4 separate regions of the Sus scrofa genome follow, and all the other regions are linked to region 2. A link is a contact called in public Hi-C and HiChIP or PLAC-seq data. All regions are on one chromosome and are shown on one strand. Each heading gives the region's core, a stretch centred on a gene start, on an enhancer-like site or on the middle of the called end of the contact. The rest is flanking DNA. Distances are from core to core; before and after follow the strand shown.

Evidence for each region. Hi-C and Micro-C count contacts between places; a contact is called where the count stands out from the background. HiChIP or PLAC-seq counts read pairs in DNA pulled down with a chosen protein or histone mark.
Region 1: an H3K27ac HiChIP or PLAC-seq map of skeletal muscle shows a contact between it and region 2. The contact joins the promoter of IGF1R here to the enhancer-like site in region 2. A contact is called at or near these places in 4 of 5 promoter capture datasets (fetal liver, fetal skeletal muscle and liver), 26 of 47 Hi-C or Micro-C datasets (alveolar macrophages, blood, brain and 16 more) and 2 of 2 datasets of contacts at active chromatin or transcription factors (alveolar macrophages and skeletal muscle).
Region 3: a contact with region 2 is called in an H3K27ac HiChIP or PLAC-seq map of skeletal muscle, with 4 times the contacts expected there. The contact joins two enhancer-like sites. A contact is called at or near these places in 3 of 47 Hi-C or Micro-C datasets (embryonic fibroblasts, epiblast stem cells and heart right ventricle) and 1 of 2 datasets of contacts at active chromatin or transcription factors (skeletal muscle).
Region 4: a Hi-C map of embryonic fibroblasts shows a contact between it and region 2, with 6 times the contacts expected there. The contact joins two enhancer-like sites. A contact is called at or near these places in 1 of 5 promoter capture datasets (liver), 5 of 47 Hi-C or Micro-C datasets (embryonic fibroblasts, fetal heart ventricle, mesenteric adipose tissue and 1 more) and 1 of 2 datasets of contacts at active chromatin or transcription factors (skeletal muscle).

What each region holds. Positions count from the first base shown.
Region 1 is chr1:137,688,727-137,694,166 of Sscrofa11.1, forward strand. IGF1R (insulin like growth factor 1 receptor) reads right to left here and starts at 1,707. Exons shown (of 21, transcript NM_214172.1): 1 at 1,586-1,707. The coding sequence starts at 1,679.
Region 2 is chr1:137,488,926-137,493,992 of Sscrofa11.1, forward strand. All of the region lies in intron 2 of IGF1R (insulin like growth factor 1 receptor), which reads right to left. Among named protein-coding and RNA genes, the nearest start is that of PGPEP1L, 180 kb to the left of the region's middle. Within about 2 kb of position 2,171, at least 71 of the 83 cell types and tissues checked have an H3K27ac peak or open chromatin away from gene starts, as enhancers often do. A contact at or near this core is called in alveolar macrophages, brain, embryonic fibroblasts and 9 more, where this site is marked.
Region 3 is chr1:137,629,514-137,634,420 of Sscrofa11.1, forward strand. All of the region lies in intron 2 of IGF1R (insulin like growth factor 1 receptor), which reads right to left. Among named protein-coding and RNA genes, the nearest start is that of IGF1R, 58 kb to the right of the region's middle. Within about 2 kb of position 2,513, at least 10 of the 83 cell types and tissues checked have an H3K27ac peak or open chromatin away from gene starts, as enhancers often do. A contact at or near this core is called in skeletal muscle, where this site is marked.
Region 4 is chr1:137,280,758-137,286,032 of Sscrofa11.1, forward strand. All of the region lies in intron 1 of FAM169B (protein FAM169B), which reads right to left. Among named protein-coding and RNA genes, the nearest start is that of FAM169B, 14 kb to the right of the region's middle. Within about 2 kb of position 1,469, at least 32 of the 83 cell types and tissues checked have an H3K27ac peak or open chromatin away from gene starts, as enhancers often do. A contact at or near this core is called in embryonic fibroblasts, where this site is marked.

The sequences.
Region 1 (5,440 bases), core at 457-2,956, 200 kb after region 2:
CGAACAGCCTTTCCGAACTGCCCCTGTAATGGGGCCAGATGGCCCCGCTGCCTCGCAATTCTCCCCCTCACTCTTCAAGGCTCAGTCGTGATTTTCAAAGTTAACTGGCACCACCTGCATACCCTTGGCAACCATTACTCACCAACACGCCCTCGCCGTTCCCAGCCCCAGTTCTGTGACTGCATTTAAACTTTAATCGTGTTCAAGTTACCCTGCCATCGAGAATGTACCAGTAAGCCTCATTTTAATGTTTTGAGAAGAAAAGAACCCTCTCCTTTCACCCCTCCACACACCCGCGGGGCCCTAAGTTCTCCCTCCCTCCCAGCACTTCCCTGCCCCCTACCCGACGCTACCAAAACAAAAGCTATCAGATTGCAAGCGATAGCGTGTGGAGCGATATCCTTATTAACTGTGTACAAAGGAAGTGCGGGGCAGGGAGGGGGGGAGTGCAACAAAACTATGGCCACGAAACCAAGGCCAGGGCTGCGCGCTTGCAAAACAAAACACCCTCCGTCGCAGACCCTGGAGCTCCATAAACGACGACACAAGATACCTTTCGCCAGGGCCGGGCGTCTGGGTGTCCCTGAGCAGCCATGTGGCTGCAGCTAAAGCCTCGCGTTGTGAGCACGTGTGTGGAAATGCACGTCGGCTCCGACCACACACCCACTCCCGCACACTCGGATGCTGTCCTACCACCCCCTAGTTCCGCCAAGAGCGTCCAGAGTCCGGTAGAAACTGGGAGAAGATCCCAGAACTCTTACTAGGGGTCTGGACGCGCTTCCCGGAAGAGCCCGACTGATACAGGGCCCGGACCTCGCACTTTTCCAGGGGGTGCATGGAGGGGTGGAGATCTAGGCGAGAACGCTTCCCGCATCCCTGAGCCATACTGAGCAGCCCCAAGAAACGGGGGGCAGGTGACCGCACGGAGTCCGGTGAAAGCGACAGGGAAGGCCAGGAACCCAAAGAGCCCAAGGGGCAAGGCTGGACGACAGGAGGCCGCGCTAGGATATTTGGTAACCTGTCCTGGGGACTGCGGGGCCTCTCCGCCGGGCACCCCTGAGGCTGGTGGGCTGCCCACTCCTGCTACCGGGCACAGAGTCCGCCCAAGCAGCGAGGGTGCTGCATGAGCTGTCACCGCCGCCTGAGCGCTGAGCGGTGACCAGCGCTGAGTGCGGGGCGGCCCCGCGCGCCTCGAGAGGCGCAAGGTGCGGGTGGCGGGGCCGGCCGGATGCGAACTTCTCGGCTGGAGCCCCAGCTCCCAGCCCGACCGCGGGCCGCCAAAGCATGAGAGCTTCGAAGACAGCGGGCCCCCCGGGCAAGGCTCTCGGGACAGAGGAAGAGAAAACACCGAGGCCCTTCCCGCGCGGGGATGCGCGGAGCTGGGGCCCGCGGGGCTCCAAACTAACAAGCCTGGGCCCCGGGGCCCCTCCGGCCTTTCGGCCGAGCCCCTCGGCGCCCCGCCCCGCGACTCCCGAGCCCGGGAGCCCGACAGCTGCGACGGTGGCAACTCGGGTTTCGCAAACAGGGCGCAGCCCCTCGGAGGAAAAGTTCCCGCAGTGGCCGCGGGCGGCGGGCACATACTCACTTTCTCCACTCGTCGGCCAGAGCGAGAGCGCGGCGGAGAAAAACAGGAGCCCCCACAGCGAGGTCGGGGACCCTCCTCCGGAGCCAGACTTCATTCCTTTTATTTGGGACGAAATTCCCCTTTCTCAAAAAAAAAGGGGGGGAGGAAACGAAAAAGTCTCAAACTCAGTCTTCGCCCACCCCTCCAAAAACAAGGGCGAAGGAAACAATACTCCAAAGGCGGCGCCGGTCGGGGGGTCCGCCGGGCAGCGCGGACGGGGCGGCCCCTCAGCGCCGGCAACCGCGGCCCAGGGCTCGGCGGAGTCGGGAACCCAAGGCGCGCCGGGGCGGGCTGTCGGCGTCGTCGGCCTCCATTTTCAAACCGAGAGAGGCAGGAGAGGATGAAAAACTGCAAAGAAAAGAGGCAAAGCCCAAATCCGTCTCAGCGAGGAAAAACAAACCCGACCCCAGAAGGAGGGGGAGACTGTCCGACCCCTGAGCCTTAGCGGTGGGAGGGCGCGACGCAGTTCGCAAGATTGCCCCGAAGTCTGGGTCTCAGGAGAGGCCGGCCGGGGGCAGAAATGCGGAGTAAAAATGAATGAGCGGCTCCCCCTCCTCCTCCTCCAGGCTCCACTCGCCGCCGCCTCCTCCTCCCTCAGCGCCGCCGCCGCCGCCGCGAGCTCCTTCCCAAATCCAGGACACACACAAAGCGGCGGGCCGGCCGCGCCGCGCTCAGCACTCCTGCCGCGCCGCCCGGGCTCCGCGCCGCCGCTGCCCGCCCCGCGCCGGCCCCCGCCCGGCCCCCGCCCGCTGCCGCCGGCTCCGCGCGCGGGGGCTCCGGCTCGCTGAAGGTCAAAGCCGAGGCGCGCGGCGCGCCGTGGAGCTCCCCTCGCGCGGGAGGGGCGTGGAGGGCCCGTGGAGCGGGGACGAGGGTCTCCAAGCGCCGGGCACGGGTGCGCTGGGGGCAGGCTTGCAGGCGGCGTCCCTCTCCCTCGCTCGCCTCTCGAGTTCGCCTGGTGCGCTCGCTCCTCCTCGGGTTTTTTTCCTTTTTTTTTTTTTTTTTTTTTTTTTTTTTTTTTTTCCGCTCAGCGGAGTTAATGCTGGTAAACAAGAGCCTCAGCCTCGCCGCGCCGCTGCCGCCGCTGCCACACACTGGGGGCTCGCGCGCGCGCTCGAGGCCGCGCACACGCGCCCGCGCATACACTGGAACTGCCTCAGCCGCAGCCGCCGCGCGCCGAGGGCCCGGCCCAGGCCGGCGCGCGCCAAGAGCCGGAGCTCGGGATTCCAGGGACGTGCGGAGCGGAGCCCGGGCGTGGGATGCGAAGCTGCGAGGCACCGCCCCCGCCTCTCGCCCTCGCGGGCACACGCGTGCGCGCGCCCACACGCTCTCGCCCCCACCCGCACTGCGCCGGCCACCCTGCACGCGCCCTCCCCTCCCGCAAGACTCCAAAAACAATGCCCCCGGCGCCCGTCCGGGCTCCGCCGCGGAGCTACCAGTGGAGGGGAGGAGGGGCTGGGGCGGGGAGTGCGGGGCGCGAGAGGTTCATTGAAAACAACAACATCACGGCTGGAAAGCGCGTTTACCCGGTTCTTGAAAAGCTTCATTGTTTCTTGCAGCTGTTGCAAAATAAATAAATAAGTTCGTGCATGCGGCATTTTTTCGCAGCAAGCTGGATAGCCTGAATGTGGCGGGAGGGGCACACCTGGGAGAAAGGAGACCTCCAGGCTACTAAGCGGACACTTTCACGCAAGGCTGGGGCGGCTGCAGCGTCGCCACTGGGGAGCCTACAGTTCCAGGTTTCGCGGTCAGCTACGGGGCAGGGCGCGGCCTGCGTGGCTCGGCTGGGGGAGCAAGGGGAGACAGCCCGCCGGGGCCCTGAGCGGGCTAAGGGGGGGGGGGGCAGTCAGGCTGCCCCGCGTACCCAGGGCGCGTCACCGCGGCGGCCGCCAGGGGGCGCGGCAGGCGCCGGGGAGGGGTGGCCCGCGGAGTGTCGCCTCCCTCCCTCCGGGAGAGAGGAAATATGGGGCCCGGACTGGGGGCCGGGCGGGATGGGTAGCCCTGGCGCGGCCTCCAACATCAGCGGCGGGTTCGGTGAGATCCTCGCTGACTCGCGCTGCTCCTGGTTCCACCACGTGGGCGGCTGCAGGGAGCTGCCGGAACGCGTGCACAGTGCGGAGCAGAGGGGCCCCAGAGCCTAGGGGGCGTGTCTGTGGGGTCCGGGAGGAAGAGGAGGTGGGGGGCCGGGGCCCACACAGGTCCCCGGGTTGGAGTCGCGACCCGCCAACATGCAGCACACAAGTACCAGGAGTGGTCACTGCGGAAACCCACCCGCACCTGCCTCGGGTTTTCCCGGGCACATCTCTCTTGCCTCCTTGGCTGTGTAAGTGACTAGAAGCTAGCGCCAGCCCACCTTCCTCTGCGGTTCTCTTGAATGTGCCTAAGGAGAGGTTTCCCCAAAGCGAGACTGCCCTAGGACTGCCATCTCATGAATAAATGCTGCGAAACCAGGTCCTCAAAGCGGGAAACAGCCCAGCAATGGCTAGAGAGAGGAGTTTAAAATACGTAGACTTTTAAAAATAGTGATTGGACCACGTGTCGCCTTTAGTGTGGTCCGGTTTCATGACTCAGGCTAATTGATGTCAATAAAAAATAAAAAGAAGATGGCTAAGAAAAGAGTTGTGAATGTCGAGATTAGGTAGAAGTGTTTGTTTCATAAACAATCAGGCTGTCTGGTAAAAGGGGACCTGTTCTAAAGGAAAGGTAGGTTCCCTTTTTTACTCTAATTGTAAAAGATTTCCGCATTTCATTATGTATATCATCGTTTGTAAATAATTTTTTAAATTAAGAGCTGAAAACAAGTCGAAAGCTAGCATAATGGAAACCTAGCCCTTTTTACCCCTATATTTATTCTCTAGATCATTTTTCCCCTTGGAAATTTTTAGCTCAATTTACTGAGTCAGTTGGATAGAAGGGAAATAAATCTTTTTTTACTTAAGAAAGTCATTCATATGGGATTGTTTTGTTTAAACTGAAATTCAGCTTAATTTTTAAATAAAATGCTCCAGTTTTAGATATTCCTGAACATTAACAAAGAAATGTATTAGAATCCTTAAAAAGAAATTTAAATTTTGCATGTATATTTTTAAAAGTAGGCACTACCTTAATAATTTAGTCTACTAATTTTTAAATATTTCTTCAGAGAATTCCCTACATGAGGTTGGTCTTGATGCCTACAGATCCATTCTGCCATTAAATGTAAGGGAATATCAATATTATATTTTATTATATTTAGCATTCAGAATTTTTATTAATATATACTTGTAAATTAAGACAAGTTTAGAGTTGATTTTTAAAAATCGTTAGCTAATATAAAAAATTTAAATACTACACAATATATTTTTAGTATTAGTTAATTCATTCAGTTGTCCCTGAGAAATAAGGAATAAAGAGAAATGCATACAGTTATTTAAATTGTAGGGTTGTGGGGTTTTTTGGGTTTTTTTACCAAAATGATTTTTCATTTGTAAATTTTTAATTTTTTTTTCTAAAGTACTCAGAAGTCAATAAGGGTAAATTATTTTAGACAGTGAAGTGAGATGTTTTTTATTATACAGCTTAACATTTAGGAAAAAGAATCAAAAGTTAGGTTGCTTTTCTGTTCTAACTTGATTATATAGACAAAGAAGGTGATGTGTATTTTCTTCCAAGTATTACATTTTACATACCAAAGTCAAACTTAGTTTTTCAATCTTGGAAATAAAATCAGGTAGTAAAACATTAATTGGAGTCTTTTGCTTTACAACCTCACTGCTAATGCATCACACATTTTGTTTTATTCAATTTTCCCCAGGTATCTTATAAATTTCCCTTGTTTTG
Region 2 (5,067 bases), core at 921-3,420:
TGGCCAGAGAAGAGCAGGTGATGCAGAAACCCAGCGAAAGATGAGCTCAACGTGCCACCCTGAAGAAGTGGGAGGCCCATGTGAGGGGCCCCAAAAGAAGGAAGATTTACTAGAGAGGGCAAGTTGGGCACCTCTGCAAGTCAGGTACTTCTTACTTAAGATGTTTCGTTTAGTCTTCTCAACACAGCATAGAGGTCATCTTTCCACCTCCTGCCAGGGCCAGGTGGGGATTGGGGGGGGAGGGGGGCAGAAACCTAGGTTCACAGAGGTGAGTGCAGAAGGGCCCAGAGCTGGAACACGGGTCATGACGGCACTCCGCCTTATACTGAAGTGTCTTTTTGACTTCAAGCAATCGCCTAGTTTGTAACTTCACAAGGCCGGATGATGACGGTGCCAAGAACTTCACGGCCCTGAGGCAGGACTCTGCCCTCGCCCTCTCCATCACCTTTGGTAACGGAATGATGCCCCAGAACCACTTCTCTCAAGTCATGAAGTGAAAGCTGAACCTATCCTCACAACACTACCACGATACACATGAATACACACTAATTTGATCACCTAGAAAAAACATCCTAGGAGGGGAGAGTACAAATGGACAGCTAGAAGAGAGGGGGTGGGAGGAGGGAGAAATCTAAATCAGATGTGGTGGATAACTTGAAATAGGACCTGTTTCCTGGGCTTAAGTGGTCCTGGAAGTGGCTCTTGGAAATCAGGACAACCACAGATATTGTTTACATTTTATTTGCAATGTACCTTTCCCCCTTTACATTCCCTACAAGCAACTCAAATGCCCCACTGCTGAGAAAGTACACAGGCTGTAGGGTTGAGATGGGCAGAAGGCTCCATCTTGCCCCCACAGGCTGCAGCTCCACGTATGTTTCTGCGATTCCTATAAACCAAGAAGCAGAGGCCTTTTTGCTCCGTGACTGTGACTCGGCATCTGAAGGAGGCCTAACCTCCACTCAGCAAGTCAGAAACTCAAAATCATCATTTTTTTTTCCTTTTTTTTGGTGATAGGGCCTCTCACAAAATATCCCAAACAAGCCATCTTATGGAAAACTTTCTCTTTCTTCTGAGCAGAAAAGCTAAAGAGGACTGGATGTCCTGTGTAACACCAGCTCCTAAAAAGGAGGCATTTTTGAACCGAATGCCACATACTGTATTTTGCCATTTTGCCTACGCTTCCTGCTTGGAGCCTCTGTAACGGAACAGAGAAGCCTCAGACACTGGAGCTGCTCCAGGCCACGCAAACTCCACTCCGCATCTTCCAGGCAGCCCTGTCGCAAATAATTCCTGTCCACTACGCCCCTATCACACTGAATACAACCACATTGTGCAGCTGGAAATGGGAAACCTGATTCACATCACAGAATAAGGTACAAAAACATTTAGTTCAGCACAATGCTGTCTTGGGGCGGGGGGCACACATCTCAAATCTAGGAGTGGGTGAAGGAGTCAAGACCCACCTTGGAAAGAAGCACGGAATTAAAACAGCATTTGCCGCGTCCCGAAACAGTAACAACAAAAAAATCCACCCAGTCCTTCCAGAGCTGTTTCAGCTGCAGTGTTCCTAACCAAAATCAATCTAGTCCATGCACGCAATTTAAAAAGGAAGCATGATCTCCGCAGAAAATGGTGCATGTTGACAAGGCGTGACTTGTCCCACATGGACAGGAATAAAAGGAAAACAAGCCTGGTTGCAACTTAGCCTCCTTTAGTCTGAAGACCGCGGGAAGGAAAAGAAAAAGGCCAGAATAAAGGCAGGGAGACGCGGGCAATGGAGGACGGGACCAGGAGGAGGGTATGTGCCCGACGAGATTTTGGTAAACAGCAGCCTGTAATGGCCACTGGTAGAAAGAAGGGAAAACAGACATGGAGGGAAACGTGTTTACAACTGCAGCGGTGGGCGGGAGGCTGAGCGAGGAGGGAGGGAGGGATTCCCCGACTCTGCGCTCAGCCCGCTCGGCTCCAGTGGGGCCCCAGGGCTAGGTTGTGCTGCGGTGCACCCCCCCGCCACCACCACCCCCGCCCTGCTTTATTGGGGGGGGCATCTTGTTTATAGGGAAGGTTACTCCTCCTCAGCTCTGGTGATCGAGTCCCTAATACTCCTGCTGCATCCTTGCGGGATGCCCGCTTGACTGACAGCTGCCCCAGCCAGTCGCTGCCCAGCCCCCGCGGAAAGGTGGACTTTCCCAACGAGCCGATTGGACAGGGAGGAGGGCGGGCCGTCGTGATTGGCGTGCTACTCCGAGTAGAAAGTAGTAAACAACCTTGGTCCACCGAGGCGAGGCGAGGCAAGGCGAGGCGGGGAGGGCTTGGGATGCCTGCTGCCCGTCCTCGCTCTGAACTGGGGCTGCACCAAGACAAAAGGAACCCACAGTGGGGAGACGACCAAGGATACCCCAGAAAAGCAAACACGAATGGGTGTTCCTTTAGAGCTGCTGGGCTAGAACTGCTGACTTGCAGCTTCACATCATTTTTGTTCTGTGCAAAACCAAAATGGTTTGTTTCTGCTATTTATTCTCCTTCTTAGGGTTTAACAACTCTCAAACCGGAGCAAGAGCCATTTTGGTTGACCTTCCCTTCCTCTAAATTTTCTAGTTCTGTCTTTTCAGAAGTGCTTTTAAACCCCAGTACTAAAAATTGTTTCCTTACACAATGTGCCCTCCATGGCACAGAGGTATATCAGATGCCCTGTTAGACCTTCTGATCTCAAGTTCCTGGAGCTGTGATCTCACTCAGAGCTGTTTGGAAGAGTGTGTGTGTGTGTATAAAAACTGAGATGATATTAAGCTCACTTGACAAGAAATAAGCAGTGAACATGCATTTTCCATAGAGGGAGTATTTTGCCCAGGATAATGTATCTCGTGGTAACGGTAACTCCCCATCTGGTTTGACTTGAATCACAATCCACTCCTCATTCTGGCCTCACCATAAAGTCTCAAAGGACCTTAGCGAGAAAAATCTGCAGCTGCCAGGGAGGCGCTGCTCCCCCAAGCTGGGCAGCTCCTGGGGCTGCCTCCAGGAGGGGCGTGGGCACTTGAGAGACACACACAAACCACCTAACTGAGAGAGAGGACAGAGAGGCTCCTTCCTGTACTAGTGGAGAAGGGAACCAGGAGGACAGATCCAAGAGGGATCTCCACTCCATTTGTTTGCCCACCGACTCAACACTCTAATGGTGAGCTATGTTGCCACCGTGGCCAGACAGCCATACTGATACAAAATGACTCTTGCAGGACACAACTTAGGGTAAACTGACCACCTGGGGGTCGTCTTCATCACCTCCAGGCCCCAGTGTCCAGTTGTCTGCCTGTTCTAATAGCGCCTCCCTACCTAGCAGTCCCAGGGAACTGCATCCTTCAACCCTCGAGTCTCCCCTTTCTGTAAAAAGCCTCCACAGCCTGTGGTATGGAGTTAGTACCCCTTAGCTCTTCCAGCATGGCTCCAGCCCCCAGGCATGCAACTTCCTTCCTTCAGTTCTGGTCCTGCACTGGCCACACACACCCTTCACTCTTAACTGTTCTTTCTGCTTTCTGTGCTATCCCCTGCCTGCCCAGGAGAGGCCACTGTTCTCCACCGCTTCCCTGACCCTGCAGAACTCCTCAGAAAGCACACTTAGGTAAGTGTCCCTGATGGCGAGACACATTCGATGCCGCATTCTGACTCTGCTGACAGGTCTGGCCCCCTCACTAGACCCTGAACTTCTTGAGGGCAAAAGCAGTGTCATCTTCTGATGTGTGGATCTATGGAGCCACAGGCCCACGATTAGTGTTCTCCCAGCTTGCCAAGCCTTTGCATGCAGTCCGCATCTTCTCCCAGCTAACTCTGCATGTTCTTCTAACGGGCTCCTTGCTGATGCCTTCCCTCCCCTCCCATCCCCCCTGCCCCAAGCTGGAGACCCTGGCCTTCTCCTTCCCCTCTCTCAGTGGTCCCTACACACATGCAGCTGCTCTTGCCTATGCTGTTTCCTCTGTGGTGAAGCACTTTTCAAATTCCTCTTCTGCCTACAAATTACTTCCTACTTGGGGTGGACATCTCAGAAGCTCTCTTCCCCCAGAGCATCTCAGAGAGAGCCTCTGTGTGTCCTCTACTCTCACTGCCAGAACATAATGCAGTCCCACAGCTGGCATGGTTGGCTGGAAGAACCAAGAGCTGAAAGACAAATCCACAAAGGGATGCCCCCTAGGTGTCTACCCAACCAGTACATTCTGGCCTCCAGACCCGACACTGCTCTGTGCTTCAAGCTTGGCTCTGCCACAGGGTCCTTTCTTGCTCCCTCTTCCTGGAGGCTTTCTCACTGTGGACTGGAGCAGGCTCCTTCTCACCTTTTGGGTCCCAGCTCAAATTGTCAACTGCACCCCTGCCCCCAAGACTCCTGCCTGCCGGCCACAATCACACAGATCTGTTTCATTTTTATCATGAGATTTAACTATCATCCCTCTTATCTGATTATCCACTTGCTGGCTTTACAGTTTGTCTTCCCCTCTTCACTCTGGCATACATGCTTCAATAAGGACAGAATCTTTGCATCTGCTGTCCTCACCACAGCCATACCTAGGGAAGGCCTGGTCCAAATTAACCTTGGGCGCCATAAGGACAGCACAGGACCTATCCAGGCAAAGGGAAGATGAGTTTTCTGGGTGGGCTTGCTTCAGGACCCGCAGTCGGACACTCCCAGAAGCATACAAGGTGGGGACACAAGTAAGTTCTGTGGCCTCACTTGATTCAAGTTCCAGTCATCCTGAACATCTCAGGTTCTACAGCTGGAACCCTGGGTCCCTGTTTGCACCCCAGTGTGACATGTCATGTGTGTCATCCCTTATGTAATACTCCCAAATGGATACAGGTTAATGGTGGGAAAGTGAAAATTATTACTGACAAATTTAGTACTTTCAGTAATAAAAATAATTGAAAATGTTCAATACAGATAATAACTATATCATATAAAAAAACATAAATGTGTGTGTGTGTGTATATATATATATATATATATATATATACATACATACACACACATGTATTTGAGATACAACACAGAATCTTCCTTCTCACATTCTGCTTTCA
Region 3 (4,907 bases), core at 1,263-3,762, 140 kb after region 2:
GGAGGCAGCTATGTGGTGGGGCTGTCTGCACAGGCTTTCTGCACAAGGCGGCAAGGATTGGGCAGCACACACACAGTCTCCAAACACACTGCCTCTGTTCCCATCCCACGTGGATGCCGTGAAAAATGGCATGAAGAAAGGAAAGAGGACTGGGTGGTTGTTTGCAACCCAGGCAGGGAAACAAAAAGCGACTTCTGTTCGGTAATGAGATGAAATAGAAGCCAGGCTTCCGGGAGGGGGCCTGACATTCCTGCACCACGTTATCCCACCCACCTGACCCCCTGGAACGGAAGGAAGATCTAAGAGAACAGAGAGAGTCAGTGTTTGCTTCCTGAGCTGAGAGTGAGAGGAGGGAAATGAAACAAAACAAAACAGCCACAGCAGAAGAGGCTGGGTGGGAGGATGAAGTGGTATGCGTGTGTCTGCACGCACGCGCGCGCGCGCGCGCGCGCACACGCACACACACACGCACACGCACACACACACACACACACACAGCTGGTATTGCCCGAAGAAGAGAATAAACGGGCACATGCTTCAGCCATGAGCAGATGGCTGGCTACCTTTACCCGTTGAGACCTGCAGCTGTCACAAATAAAAACATACATCCTTGTTATCTTTATCCCTAATTGTTCCACTCTAGCTACTTTACTGCTCTCTGTGAAAAAGAACATTTTAAAAAGATAATATTTAATGTTAGTATCAAACAAGAATCTCGTTGCTGACATTCTTAATTCTTCCCAACACCAAGCTTGCAAGAGAAATAAATTCATAGGGTTTGATAACCAGAGTTTACATGTAACTACAGAGGCTCCCCCTGGCACCCCCATATAGACATATGTACCTCACTGAATGTTCTTTAAAGATATGGCTTATCTGGACAAACACAGGAATTTGAACAATTGGACTGAATTAGCAAGAACCATTCCTACACTATGCCATGCTATTTAGGTAATTGAGATTTTGCAATTTAGAAAAAGCAATAAAAACCATATAAGATATGGCAATAAACATACACAGTCAATCCAGCTTAATGCTCAGAACTTTTAATGGACCTTAGAATGCAGCTCTTAGGTAGCCTAGTTTAATTTTTTAAAAAGAATTAAACTGCCATTTCCCAGGATCCTACTATGTGCTGGGCACTCTGTCTAGTGCTTTACAAACTCCATATCTGTTCAGCCTTATTTCACAGATGGAAGATGGAGCCTGGCAGCCTCCTCACAGCACCTGGGAACACATGAAGGTAATGTATGGAAGCTTAGACTGTTCTTAAACCTCTCCCAGGTGATACTATTTGTCTACATAGGAATGTGTTAGTTTTTTTAAATCCCATTTTATACAAAATCTCAATCTTAAATGCCATGATGGGGAGTTCCCACTGTAGTTCAGTGGGTTAAGAACCCAACTAGTACCCATGAGGATGCAGGTTCGATCCACGTCCTCACTCAGTGGGCTAAGGATCTAGCATTGCTGTGAGCTGTGGCACAGGTTGCAGATGCAGTTCGGATCCCATGTTGCTGTGGCTGTGACGCAGGCCGGCAGCTGCAGCTCCTCTTCAAGCCCTAGCCCAGGGACTTTCATGTGCCACAGGAGCAGCCCTGAAAAGAAAAAAAATGCCATGCTGGTCCAGTTCAAGGGGTAAAACCACACTTTCCAGGTGCAGGGCCCCCTAAACATGCCTGAAGACCAGTCAAGTAGAAGGCGGCAGGCACGTGATGGTGACAGCTGCCCTCATGGGCTTCACAGCACTGTTGGGGATGGAAACGCTGGGAATCCCAGGAGAGTGGTCCTGGCCAGGCCCATGACCCCCTGGGAAGTGAAGAACAGCAGCTGAGCTGACCCTGAAGGTTCATAATCTTTCCTGTATGGTCACTCTTCCCTACCTACACAAGCCCCAGAAGTCCCCATCACTCCTTGACCTGAGATGACAACTGCCCCACCCCCGAACTCTGAGGAGGGCTCACAGCCCCACTGCCTCCTCCTGCCACAGGGTTCACACGGTTATTACAGAGGCTCTGAGGTCCCTGCTCCTCCAGAGATGGAGACAGGCTATCAGGACTAGACAAGACCCCTTGCTCCCATCACCATGCCCACCCCAGGCAAATGTGAGCCAGTGGCAGAGCCCAGAATGGTCTAGATTTTGGATCTCCACCTGCGGTTCCTTCTTCTGCATAATGTCTTAAGGTCTTAAAGCCATATTCCCAAGTTAGGCACAGTGATAAACAGATGCCTCTTCTGTTTAATAGCCTATGTGTCGTAGACAGAAAGATCCCATCTTCTGCCACTGGCATCCCCGGGACACCTAGACTTCTCTCATTCCCTCCAAGTCAGAGTGGAACACTCCACCCCAAGGATGGTGTCAGAGACCCCGCCTCGTGCAGTCTAAGTCCTGGAGTCACACCACATGCTAGAAGGAGGCGTGTTTCCAAGTCATGGCTCCCAGCTCCACCACAAGCCAAATCTAAGTCCTAAACCACCCTGTGCACTCAAGTTGAGCAATGCAATACCGGACAAGATTAGCCACGGGCCCACACGTCCCACGTCATCCCCACTCTAGCAGAGAATGTCACGCTGGCATACACACAAGAAAAGCAAGATTGAAATATTAATGCAACAAAAGAAACAGACTTTTTAGGGGTAGGAAGAAACCAGAAGAGCCTTACAAGCAAGCTTAACTGATGAGATGGGAAGGGACTCCAGCTATTTGCCAAATACCTAGAATTGCAAATATCACCCTAGGAGAATTATTCTAAAAGCTCTGAAGTCTCTAAGCTGAGATCCCTAATAAAAAAACAAACTTCTGAAGGGAGCCCAGGAGAGTGACACCTTAATTAGGTGACAGTTGGCCAAGAATAAAGCCTTTCAATAACAAGTCTCAGGAACTGAGAGGTGGGGTGGGCTAAGAGGGTCCCAGGGAACCATGGGCACAGGCTGCCTCTCCATTCTGGTAACAGGGTCGCCAGTCAGGGAGAAGAGAATGCTATCTCCACGCGTGACTATAAAAGGCATAGAAATGAGGCCCAGGGGCATGTGACCCCCTTCTAAATAAAGAAACCCCCACACCAGGAGCAGCTGACCAGAGCAGGGGCCTTCCAGGGGAAAAGAGACAAGCTCCGAGCAACACACAAGCCAGAGCCTGCTGGATGGCCTGCCCCTCCTTGCAGGCCACTCAGACCTCTGCCGGCCCCACATGGACAGGCAGGCCCTGACCCTGGCCCACCTTGGCAGTGGGGGGGCCAGCCCATGCAGGACCCGGCAGCAGACAGCATTTCACAGAAAGATCCTTACGGGCGGCTTGAACTTACAAAAGAAGTGTTAAGATGAAATAATGCATATCACATGCATGGGGTCTCAGGGCAGAGAAATTGTGCCCCCCTCCCCCTTACCTCGGTCCAGCAGGTGATTTACAAGCACTTAAACAAGTCCTCCACTCTTACCTGGTGGCCCCAACATAGCAATCTATAAGCAAATGAGGAAGTGGGGCAATTCCACCCCATACAACAATACCACCCTTGTGAGGAGATTCGGATAAACAAAAACATGAGAACCTGTCTGGGGCTTTAAAAAATGTAGAATTCTCTTTTTTATACCACCTGCCTTCATTTTAAGTCTTTGACCCCATCAGTGAGATGGCAGTAAAATGCTTTGCTTTTGTCAATAAAGGAAGCCATTTCCTGCCTTTTAACTCCAATCTGCTGTTTTCCTGGTTTCTCATTTTAAAGGCGGTAGGAACTCAAACAAACTCCAGGACCACTGTTCCAGTCAATGCCCTTTTAATTGAAGTAAGCCTTCACCACCAGCAAAGCCAGCTTCCAACATGGCCCGGCTTGTCGACTTTGTGGATTTCCTGGCAAAGACCGGGCCTGTTCACAGGCAATACAGCGATCTGAGTGGACCACAAGCTGTTCACCCTAAGAAGTTACAAAGTACTTGGAGACTAAGTTCAGCAATATGTTTTTGGATTCTTGGGGGAGGGGGGTAGCGGGGGCTAATTCGATACTTGAAATCAAGCACCAGAAAGCCCCCTGGCAAGGAAACCCCAGGCACACTTAGGCAATGCGCTGGGCAGGGAGAGAACTAACCACAGGTACCTGGAGAAAGTTCACCCCTGTTCCCTCCTCCCTGGATGTGGCTGGCCTCCAGTGAATAAATGAATGGCACCCCAGGGCACACTTCAATTTTGAAGATGGTTCCCCCCATTTCTCCATCATCTTTGGCCTTGAGTCATTCTGCAGGGCAGGAGAAAGAAGAGCTACCATCCATGGTTGACGCTCCCTGCCAGTTAAGAGCTGGTCTGGGGAACCTCTGGGGAGGAAGGGCCGTGAAAATGACACGGGAGACATCCACATTTCATAATCCTCGAGTCTTTTGGCTTGCTAAGGACTATTGCTCCACACTGCTCTCTGGGCAAGGGGGAAATATATCTTCCTGACAATCAATCTTCCACAAAGCAGGTGTGTGCTCACCTCTGGGGTGACAGCCACCCAGGCCAAGAGCTGAAGGACACACCCAGAATTCACCCAGCACCACAGGCAGGCTTCTCCTCCTCGGGATGGGCTCACCAGCTTCCCACCAAGCCCTGCGGTCCTCTGCCAATGGGTGAGGCATCTGCTGGCCAGTGGTGGCCAGCTGCTCAGGGGGAAAGAACACCACCGTGGGGAAGGACACTACAGGCGGAACACCAAGTGCATGGCCCAGTTTTGCAGGGTTTTACAGGCTCTCATGAGGGGACTGGGAGGTGGCTCTCTGTCAGAGTGCTTGTAGGGAAGGTCACCAGGCCAAGGTGGAGAAGCAGGGAGGCTGGGGAGAGGCTGTGTCACTCACTGATTGGGCAGAGGGGGAAGTGGAGGACAGCAGATCAGAGAAACATTTCAGACGGTAAGGGCTTGGTGTCCAGTTGGAGAAGG
Region 4 (5,275 bases), core at 219-2,718, 210 kb before region 2:
CCCACCAGGAACATGAAGAGCCCCACCAGGCACACTGAGTGCTTCCTTCTGAGTGTTCCTCTCCTGCCCCCCCACCCCCACCCCACACACAGACCTCTCCCTACACCTTTCCCATTCTGAGCACTTCGGAAATGTGGATGGTTGTTCAGCTGAGCTCGCTATTCAAAGTGCTATTCATCTAGCTGGTCTAGTGGCTTCCCACAGATATGAAAAAGGATTCAGTGCACATTCAAATAAATTAAGAAAAACATACTGGGAAGTGGGCTGTTTCAGCCCTGGGATACCTAACTGGTGCCACATGCATCTCCCAGGAGAACAACTGCAATAGCTACTTTCTCCAACCCTGCCCCGGGGGAACGCCATTTAAAGAGCAAGTAAAAACCCCACCTCTTTTACCCTCTGGTGCTGGCCCTGTGTCTTGGGAGAGACGGTAGTCAGAGCCAGGCTTTCAGTCCGCCCCCATGAGGTTGAGGGCTGACAGAAGAGCCTTATCAAGACGTGCCCCACCACACACAAACAAGCAGAGACCCCTGGTGACAGGGGACTGGGAGGACACTGTAACCCTCCAGGTTCTCCGGAAGGGGGTGCGCTGGGGGGGTACCTCACCCAGGACCACTGGACCCAGAGGCCTCTGACTGGTGCCCCCCTCAGGTGCCTGGTTCTCCTGACTCAGCTCTGGTCAAGAGTCATCAGGAGAAATACAGTGAATACAATTCTTGAACACCACGAAATCACTTCCCCAGAAGCTGAGACCCACTCCAAGATCCTGGCTGACAGAATCCCCTGGGCACTCTGGCAGGTCCCTGGAGGTTTTCTCAACAAGAAGCCCCTGGCACAATCAATTATCCCCAAGCCCTGAGACCAGTGTCTGCTTCAGGCCTGCCTCTGAGGATGAATTAACCCTCCACAAAGAGGACTTCAGAGATCTCAACACTCCCAGGACTACCCAGGCCGAACCCACACTGGGTTCCCCTTCAAAACCTCCACGGTGGGCCAGACCCCCGAGCCCCCCACCCCACCCCCACCCCCGCCACAAGGGGTGAGGGACGCGGCGGGGTGCAGGGAACCTGAGGCCCTCCAGCCTTTTGGGTTTTAATTCCTTCTCCTCTCGCTGGGGGAAAACGCCTCATTGGAAAAGTTCGGGCAGATTCCCTTTTACACGGAAAATGTTTGGGTTAGCTTTCTGGAAAACCGGGTGGGAGGGGGAAAAAAAGGAGATGCTTGAGGCAGGAAAGGGGAGGGGGTATCCAATGCTGGCTGGGAAGGGAGACCCCCCTCCCCAACCTGGGAGGGAGAAAGCAGGCAAGCAGCGCGCGCCTGCGCACGCACGCACACACACACACACACACACACACGAACACACACACACAACCCCGCCTCCATCGCAGGGAGGAAGCCCCCCACCCCCACCCCAAACCGCAAGGGCACATTTGGGCCTGCACAGGGGCCCTCGGGAAGTAAACAAGTCTGGGGCGTTTTACGCATGCGCGGGAGGCCAACCTGGCCGCCACTCTGGTGATGGAAGGCAGACTCGGGCAGGGGCTTCCAGATGTGAAACGCTAACTGGCTTTAATAGCTTGAACCGAACAGGAAATATTTTTCCAAAGCCAAAAGAATGTAATCTTTTCAGTACAATGTAAAATGCTTTTATGAAAAAAGGCACACCGTTGAAATGATAATTCATTGCAGACTGTAAAGAAACCAAAATCCCCCAACGAACCCGGAATTTAAGAATTTACTTTAAACGCCTGTTGGCTGTAGTCAACCAGAAAACAAAAGCAGAGATCGATCTTAATGCATTCTTCAGGGGAAAAGGCTGACTTATTCAGGATCTTCGTACTATAGCTTAAGTTTTCAGGGCTTCATGAATGGCCTCCACGCCCTCCTGAGCTTGTCCACTGCTGCTCCAGCCAGGTAAGGCCTACTGTTCCAAAGCTTTCCTCATGCTTTTCGGTCCTCCCAACGTAAACAGCAAAGCCAACAAAGGAAGGCTTTGAAAAGAAGCAATGCTCTGCACTTATCCATTCAGCATCCTTTGCAGAATATTATTCTCTCCAAATACCACCTCACCCCAAAGATTAGGAAAATTCTTTCACTTTAGCAAAGTGCAGTTTTTCTCATATTAGACTATAATTATGAGAAACATTAATAAAGAGGTTTTAAATTTTACGATCCCCACTTTTTAAGAATTTCAACTTTACTGAAAGCCTCTGTCAGTAACTGCATGGCATAGGTCACTGGAAAAACTGGCTGTGATCAGAGTTGACATTCTTTTTCTTTTTCTTTTTTGCTCTTTAAGGCTATAACCATGGCATATGGAGGGTCCCAGGCTAGGGGTCAAATCAGAGCTGTAGCTGCTGGCCTACACCACAGCAACACAGGATCCAAGATGAATCTGCCACCTATTCCACAGCTCATGGCAACACCAGATCCTTAACCCACTGAGCAAGGCCGGGGATTAAACCTACATCCTCATGGATGCTAGTCAGATTCGTTAACCACTGAGCCATGACAGGAACTCCGAGAGGTGACATTCTTGAACTACAGAAAGCACAATTCTTACTCGTGATAATATGTTAAAACAATTTTTTATGCTTACTTTTCTTTATTTTTCACATAAGCTGTCTGGTTATTTTCTTTGCAAATTAATTTTCCTCTAAAGGAACTTAATGGAAGAAAGAATCCTTACCATAGAAGAAATCTTCTGAGGGGGTTTAAGTGCCTAATTCTGAGCTTAGCAGAGAGCTTGGAGACTAGTATCTAACCAGAGAGAGGGCATCAGACAAGAAGTATATGAACCCAAGTGTTTTGCATATCCACGGCAGTAGGGTAGTGTCTAAAGGGAGATTTCCAAATGCCACCTTGATGGCTCAGAATTCAGCACCAGGAATTCATCAGGGTTCCTGATATCTAGTGAGGCATGCACTTCAAAGATGCATTTCAAAGGTGTATGCTTCAGGAGATCCCGTTGTGGCTCAGCGAGTTAATGACCCAACATTGTCTCTGTGAGGATTCGAGTTCGATCCCTGACCTCATTCAGTGGGTTAAGGATCCAGTGTTGCTATAAGCTGTGGCAGAGGTCACAGATGCAACTCAGATCTGGTGTTGCCATGACTGTGGTGTAGGCCTAAGCTGTAGCTCGGATTTGATCCCTAGCCCAGGAGCTTCCAACTGCCTCAAGTGCAGTTGTAAAAAGAAAAGAAAAAAAAAATGTGCACGCTTCAAGGAAAATCAGTATTCACAAATGCAAACTTCATCCCAACCCTCCAAAAGCATTCACCATAGGATGCCTTAAAACTGAGAACTACTCTTAACATAAAGTATGATTCCATTTAATTTTTTTAAAAAGGAAGAGGACCATTGCACACAGTGAGAAATACCCACAGTTGTGCAAGGCAGTGTCTGGGGTTTATTTAATATTGAAGAATGCAAGGTTCAGGCCTTCCCTTGGATCATGGCTCAATTTCATGCAAATATCCTGTGGAACACTTCCTTCACAAGATATGATGTGGAAGGAGGTGTCTGAGGCCAGCAAGTATGGAAAAGAGGACCACCTGTGACACTCAGAGCTCACTGCTACAAGTTCTATGCACCTATCAGCTATCAGGACATTTAGACATCCTGCAGCAATGGGATTTGCTTAATCTAGCCTTTATCTCCCAAATTGATTTAACTAGGAAACCCCAGTCCCAGAATATTGACTGACAGATGACAAATCATTCCTTAGAGAAGTGTGCTTTGACATAACATCCAGGCAGGGGGACCCATGACTATCAGACAGGCAGAAAACAGGCAAATGCCTGGAGTTCAAGGACCATGGGAAAAGGGGTCCATGGTGTCAGCAAAGCAATCTTCTACAGAGAGGAGAGGAGAACAGAAGGTGAAGCAAATACACACTTGGATATTTTTGTTGGGTTTTGAAGAGCATCTGATTGCCAAAATATTCTTAGCAAAAGAATTGAAAAAAAAAAGTTGGAAGACAGAATGCAGAATATGTTAGAATTTCTGAGCAGATGAGCAAAATTGTCAGGGAAGGAGGAAGCGCCAGGAAAGGTCTGCAGGTGGTAGCAGGAGAGGTTTCATTACCAGTAATTGACAGGGAGCCTGTTGCTCTGTTATCACAGATTTAGTATTGGCCAACTTGCAACTTGTCATTGCCTTGGCTGAGAATAAATCACTTGTCCTAAATCTAAGATGGTAAAATATGCAGATAACTTGATGTGCCACCCACACGAGGATTTATGTAATCCTAATTGCTTTTAATATGAAGGTCTTGTAATCTGAGCATTGGTGCCTCTTACTCTTAGCAAATGATACCAAGAATAAAATGATTGTTCCCCCTGAGAAGGGGGATGAGGTGGGACTGAAACATACTGTTCCTTTTGCATTCAAAGAGGTATCACACACATTTGGGGACAACTGTGGAGCCCTATTTGGGGCAGACAGGCGGAAATAGCATCTCAAATATCTGCTTCCTCGTGAATGGTAACAGAAGAGGGTTCCTCACCTGACACAACTGTAGGAAGCTCTCAGGTCTGCCGCACCCCTGAACTTAAGCCGCTCTATCCCATGGGGCCATCATTACGGTGCCCTATGAGTGTAATCTTTACCAGGAAGGAAGAGGGCTTTGGCATAGGCTCAGGAGAACATGGAAAACCTGACTCTTTATCCTGAATTAATTGACCAGGAACTTGTAAAAATACCAAACCTCAGTATCAGTAACACCACCGCAACATGTGGTGGCCCTGAAGCTGGTGGGAAAATGCTTCAGGGGAGCAGTTGTCCATCATGGAACCAAAACCCTAAACCACACAGCACACAATGGGAGGAAGAAAAATAATTCGTCATCATCATTAAGCTTTTATCCATTAGTCACAGAATGACATTTCTCAGAACTTACCCCCAAACTGTAGTTGTTAATGGACTTCATAAATTTTCCTCCAGAAATCCCATCCCTATATGTGCATCTATTACACTGCAAACAATATTATTTCTAAAGAGGACCAAAACTGGGTTTCTATCTGGCATGCTTGGACCCATGCAAAGCAACAAGTTGAAAGTAGACTAGCCCCCATTCTCCATGGCCCAGTTCTAGATTAAGCCAGTGCCCCCTGCTTTAGCCCTGGCCATCACACATGGAGAATGGATGGAGAAGAATGGAATTACCTTAAGCCTGGATGATGATTCACTTAGGGAAAGTGCAGTTACTTCCAGTATCTGGAAATGTGTTAAGAAAGCTACCTTTTTGGGGGGGACTTCCTGTTGTGGCACAGCA